2 separate regions of the Gossypium hirsutum genome follow, and region 2 is linked to region 1. Evidence: chromatin contacts called from public Hi-C data. All regions are on one chromosome and are shown on one strand. Each heading gives the region's core, a stretch centred on a gene start, on an enhancer-like site or on the middle of the called end of the contact. The rest is flanking DNA. Distances are from core to core; before and after follow the strand shown. Region 1 has its middle 18 kb from the start of LOC107888467. Region 2 overlaps LOC107939130 (eukaryotic translation initiation factor 3 subunit M).

What was found. A called contact is a pair of places that touch in the nucleus more often than the background predicts.
Region 2: a contact with region 1 is called in a Hi-C map of hypocotyl, with 4 times the contacts expected there. The contact joins two enhancer-like sites. A contact is called at or near these places in 11 of 34 Hi-C or Micro-C datasets (callus, hypocotyl, leaf and 1 more).

Annotation. Positions count from the first base shown.
Region 1 is chrA09:2,084,549-2,087,248 of Gossypium_hirsutum_v2.1, reverse strand. No RefSeq gene overlaps it. Among protein-coding and RNA genes, the nearest start is that of LOC107888467, 18 kb to the left of the region's middle. Within about 2 kb of position 1,333, at least 7 of the 9 cell types and tissues checked have an H3K27ac peak or open chromatin away from gene starts, as enhancers often do. A contact at or near this core is called in hypocotyl, where this site is marked.
Region 2 is chrA09:2,277,932-2,280,881 of Gossypium_hirsutum_v2.1, reverse strand. LOC107939130 (eukaryotic translation initiation factor 3 subunit M) reads left to right here. Exons shown (of 10, transcript XM_041077609.1): 9 at 1-9; 10 at 261-506. The coding sequence ends at 350. Among protein-coding and RNA genes, the nearest start is that of LOC121206592, 14 kb to the left of the region's middle. Within about 2 kb of position 1,396, at least 1 of the 9 cell types and tissues checked has an H3K27ac peak or open chromatin away from gene starts, as enhancers often do. A contact at or near this core is called in hypocotyl, where this site is marked.

The sequences.
Region 1 (2,700 bases), core at 84-2,583:
GTGGCACTGCAAATACTTCTCCAGGTAAGTGAAGGGTAAGACCCAATTTTTGCTGACAATAAGTCTGAAGATGGAAAATAGAGAGCTTTTAAAACTTTGGCTAAAAGACAATTAGGCTGAGAAAAAATGCACCAAACCTGCTTAGCTAACAACGCCTTATTAAACAGAAACAAATTTTTAAAACCCATCCCACCAACACATTTTGGTCTATATAAAAAATCCCAAGGACTCTAATGAATACCCTTCGCGGATTTGTTATTTGTCCACAAAAACTTGTTCATTATGCCTTCCAACTTCCGACATAACGATTTTGGCATAAGAAAGAATTGCATTACATAAAGCGAAATGGCTTGTAATACTGATTTGATGAAAACCTCATTCCCCCCAATTGAGAGATAGCGTAAACTCCACCCTTTTACCTATTTTCTGAACCTGTTAACAAAATGGGAGAAAGCCCACATTTTATTCTGACCAACCATCATAGGCAAGCCTAAGTTCTTTTCTGGACTTGCAGCCAACCTAACCCCTAAAAGATTGATAATGTTTCCCTTGATAGTTGAATCCACATTAGCCCCAAAATAAATGAAGGACTTATCAAAATTCACACGCTGCCCTGAAATCATTTCATACTCATGGATGACATCTCGAACCGCATAAGCTGTTTCGCAAGAAACATCTCTAAAGAGTATACAATCATCTGCAAAAAATAGGTGATTGATTGACAACCTTTTATTTCCAATTGATGCAACCCTCATCAATCCTTTGTGCTTTGCTTCCCTAATGAGAATAGAAAAACCCTCAGAAAAAATGAGAAAAAGATAAGGGCTGAGCGGATCACCCTGCCTTAGGCCTTTGGAAGGTAAAAACCACTCACCATTAGACCCATTAAAGCTCACCGAATATGAGACAGAACAAACACATCTCATTATCCAAACAATCCAATCATGAAAATTGAGGTGAGTAATCATTCCTGCCAAAAAATCCCATTCCTCACGATCATACGCTTTACTTATATCTAGTTTAAGCGCAAAATTTCCTTTCTTGCCACTTTTCTTTATTTTGAGAGAATGAAGGAGCTGATAAGCAATTAGCATATTATCCGATAAAAGCCTTTCTGGGATAAAAGCCCATTGAGCTTCATCAATGCAATCTTCCAAAACACTACTCATACGATTCACCAAGACCTTCGCGATAATTTTGTAAATTACATTACAAAGGCTTATGGGTTTAAATTGTGACAAATTCTTAGGTTTTTCGACCTTGGGGATCAGCACAATACGTGTCTTATTAATATCAGCTATTTCAGCTTATCCATTCAGAATAAATAAACAATAAGAGGAAATATCAGGCCCAATTAAGTTCCAGTACCTTTGAAAAAATATTGTGGGAAACCCATCCACACCAGGTGCTTTCAAGGGTGCCATCATCTTGACTGCCGCACCAATATCCTCTTCAGTAAACAGTTTGAGAAGTGTATCATTCATGCTCTCAGTAACTCTTTTCTCCACTAGTCCAAATACATGCTCGTCTGAGCCCACCTCAGAAGCCGAAAAAAGATTCTTAAAATAATCGGAAGCAAGATTTAACAACTCAGTCGAAGAAGTCCTTCTACCATTCCCATTTTCCAACTCTAAAATACGACCACGAAACTGGCGTTGAATAGTTATTTTATGAAAATAGCTAGTATTGCGATCACCATTCTGTAGCCAATTAACACGAGCTCTTTGCTCTTAAAACAGTTCTTCTTTATTAGCCTCCAAATTAAGCCCCAATTGGACCTCTGTAATTTTCGCTAAATTCTCGTCGGAGAGATCTTGATTAAAAAAAAACTCCAATCTATCTTCCAATTCCACATGATTTCTTTTATCCTCTCTAAATTTGGATGTACTCCAACGTTGAAGTTGATGACCAAGCCTCTCTAGCTTTTTCGGAACGCTGCCTGAAATATCATTCTACAAACTTTTAACCAGTCCTATGAAAGAACTATCCAAGCATCACTTGGCCTCAAACCGAAACATTTTATTTGAGATACCTAGACCATTCCTACTCTTTTTCATTGTGTCCAACAGAATAGGGCAATGATCAGAGAAGGAATGACTTAAGTGTTCTACTTGATAACTGGGGAAATTATTAATCCAACTCAGTGTAGCAACCCCACGATCCAAACGCTTCCGTATGTTTGTGTCAGAGAAATTCCCTCTCTCCCATGTATACCACCGACCAACATAGTCCAAATCATTAAGACTGCAATCTTCCAGCGCCATTCAGAAAGCATTCATCTGGCGTTCTGATCTAAGACCACCACCTTTCTTCTCAAAAGAATTTGTAATCTCATTGAAGTCCCCCAAAACAACCCATGGAGTGTATTGGTCATGGCTTAATTGTCTAAGCAATTTTCAAGATGTACCTCTATACCTTCCATCCGGATTCCCATAAAACCCAGTTAATCGCCAAGTGTCGCCATGTTCATTGTCATGAATCTCAACATCTATATGAAAAGAAGAAAAACTTTTAAGACTAACCAAAGCGTTTCCTTTCCATCCCAATAAAATACCTCCTCGAGACCCCACTGCCCCAATATCAATCCCATTCTCAAAACCGCAATTCATCCTGACCATCTCCATCCTTTTAGAGTTTAATTTTGTATCCATAAGAAACAAAATCCGGGGATTAATGACTCTCAACTTATTCTTGAGCCTT
Region 2 (2,950 bases), core at 147-2,646, 190 kb before region 1:
ACATGGAGGGTAAAGTATTTCATACAATAGATGCTTTGTTTATTTATTTAATTTTTTTTAATATCGAACTGTTTGAAAACTCGTATTTTTGTTGGGCATAGTCGAAAACATATCCCTGTTGTTTCTGCTTGTCCGTAATTACTATCTGCATAGATTAATCTTTTTTGTAGTGAAATATTATCATGTCCAAAGGAGTATGAGTCTCTTATTTTATTGAACTCTTGTTTATACTTAGCAACCCAACCCATTTCATTCACCAGGGCAATGTTGCCAGTCTTATCAGCACCATTCAAGCAAACAAGGTTATTGAAGTAGGTATACCAGCTGGGCAGGGTACAACAATTCGTTAAGTCATGTATATCTATTTTTTTTAAAGCCATTTTTTTGTTAGATAAATCTTGTTTATCCGCAATAGATCCGGTTGTGAGTAGGGCAAAACCATTTTATTCGAACTACTTGGTTTTTCTTTAAATCATATGATCTAGTCGAAAAATTTTGACACTGCATGCAATTCTTGATCTTGTTTGTGTCGGTATTATTTTTTCATTTCACAATTTTGTTTAATGTATTAATAATTGGTAATAGTATCATGGAGGCTTTTGTAGTTGAGGTGGGGTTGTATTTTGCCCTTTAACTAAAAAGATGGGTAAATTAGTCTCTATATATTAGATGAAAAAATAAATTGACCATTCATTTAAAAATTGACACGGCAACATTAAATATACATATCATATTTTTAATGGTAAAAGAATATTTTAACGCAAAATGCAATCTAGGTTTCAATAGTATTTTTACTATTAATAATTCTTGATATATTAGATGATAGTGTTTCCATGTGATGTCGTGAAAAAGAGTATTTTATTTTAGAGATAAGAAAAGAAGGTAAGTTTGGAATTTGGTTGGGGTAGTGTCCACTATTGCAATTATTTATTGGATTTTATTTTATTAATATTATTATCATCATCGTGAGTGATGTTCTTTTTGCTAATTAATATAGTAGATATTATTGATAGTAATTCTTTTTGAAGTAAATGATAAAATAATATAATATTTCTTAATATTCTATTATTATTTATGAAATAGTAAAATGAATCATTGAAGTTGACCCGAGTAGGTTCATGAATTATGTTAGAAAGTTTATTAAGTGATACATCTATAAATTAATCTAAAAAAGGTAAATTAATCATTGTAATAAATTGTTTTTATTAAGAATATTTTTTCATTTTACTGTTAAAAATTGAGATGATTAACAATAAAAATAGATGGAATTTTTAATATAAAGATCAATGTGATTTTTAATCTTATGGAATTAATCATAATAAAAAGTCTCCCATTGTATTTTTATCCATAAATAATCAAAGGTATTGGTGGGGTTGGTGAAATAATGCCTACCTTACCAAGTTTATAGGAAGACGCTAATGGTAGGTCCGAAAATTTCTCTAATTTCTTTTAACTTGGAATGTGTTGTGTTAATATTTCGTTTTTTATAATTAAATCAAATGGAATAATGTACTTTAATTATTAATATATAATAATATAGGCGGGGCTAAGTGCATGCAACGCATTTCGGTCATTTAGACCGACGATAAATTTTAGTTTTAAAAATTAAAGTGGAAGTGAAGAAGTGCTTGCGAAAGTGGGTATTTCTCCAAACAAAGATACGAAACAAAGAACAAAAAAAGGGACACAATTCGGTTTTTTATATTTGTAGAAATAGTTATTATCTTTGATATTTACAATAAGCGAATTTAAATTTATCATATTTGTAGTGATAATTTCTTCATTTTTTTGTATTTTTAAAAATTAGTATACTTGCCACTAAATTCAGTTTTTGAAAAATTACAATACAAAAGATTTTATAATCAAATGCATTCTCATAAATAATGTTCTTTACCTTAATAGATTAAGTGCTTTCATGGCCAATACATCAATTTTATACTAGTTTTTCAATTATATAGAGTTGTTCGAGGCTTTCTAATATATAATTTATACTTAATTATATGTGTTTGAGGATCAAATTGATAGAATTTGTAAATATTGAGTGTTAAATTTATTGAATTATTTAGAAATAGGATTAAATTGATTGAATATATGAATATTGAGGACTAAATTTGTTATTATGTCAATTTAAAAAAAAGGTCACATCATCACTTTAGTTAACCATTTAACGAAATATGACCAAAATAGAAATAATTTAAAATGTGTGGTTATAATAGAAATGATCTAAAATATTAGTGATTAAATTGAACATTTTTAAAGTTAGGTAACTAAAACAAAAATGGATGACTAATTCTATAGCATTCCCTAGTTTTTTTCTTTAAAAGTTAAAAATCATATAAGCGACTTTTTTTTTTCGATCAATATAGAAATGATATAAAACGTGTGTGACCATAATAGAAATGATCTAAAATGTTAGTAATTAAATTGAAAATTTTTATAGTTGGATGACTAAAAAAAATATTAATTCTATAGCTTACCTAATTTTTTTAAAATTAAAAATCGCATATGCAAATTTATTTTAAATGAATGAAGACATTGAAATGCTATTCAATAATCATGAGTTGCCAATCAACATCTTATTTATCCATTAATAGGCTATTAGACAATTCTAATTGGATTTACAAATTATAATTTGCTTATTCATTATTTATCCATTAATTCACATATGGAAAATCCAATCTCTCAACTATGCTATAGGTTAGGCCACATTTTGATATTTTACCATCTTTCTTTAATGAAATCAATTTGCAATTCATGTTATTCATAATTATTTAACTTTTTTCTTACTTTATAGGACTAATAACTTAAAATGCTTCCACTTCAAATATAAATATTTTTGTCAATCATACTTTGGTTTAGTTGGTAAAGGTGGAAGTCTTAGATCTTGAGTATTCATATTCGAGATCCATCATTCGCAATTATATATGTGGGTTTCAAAGTCTCATCATGT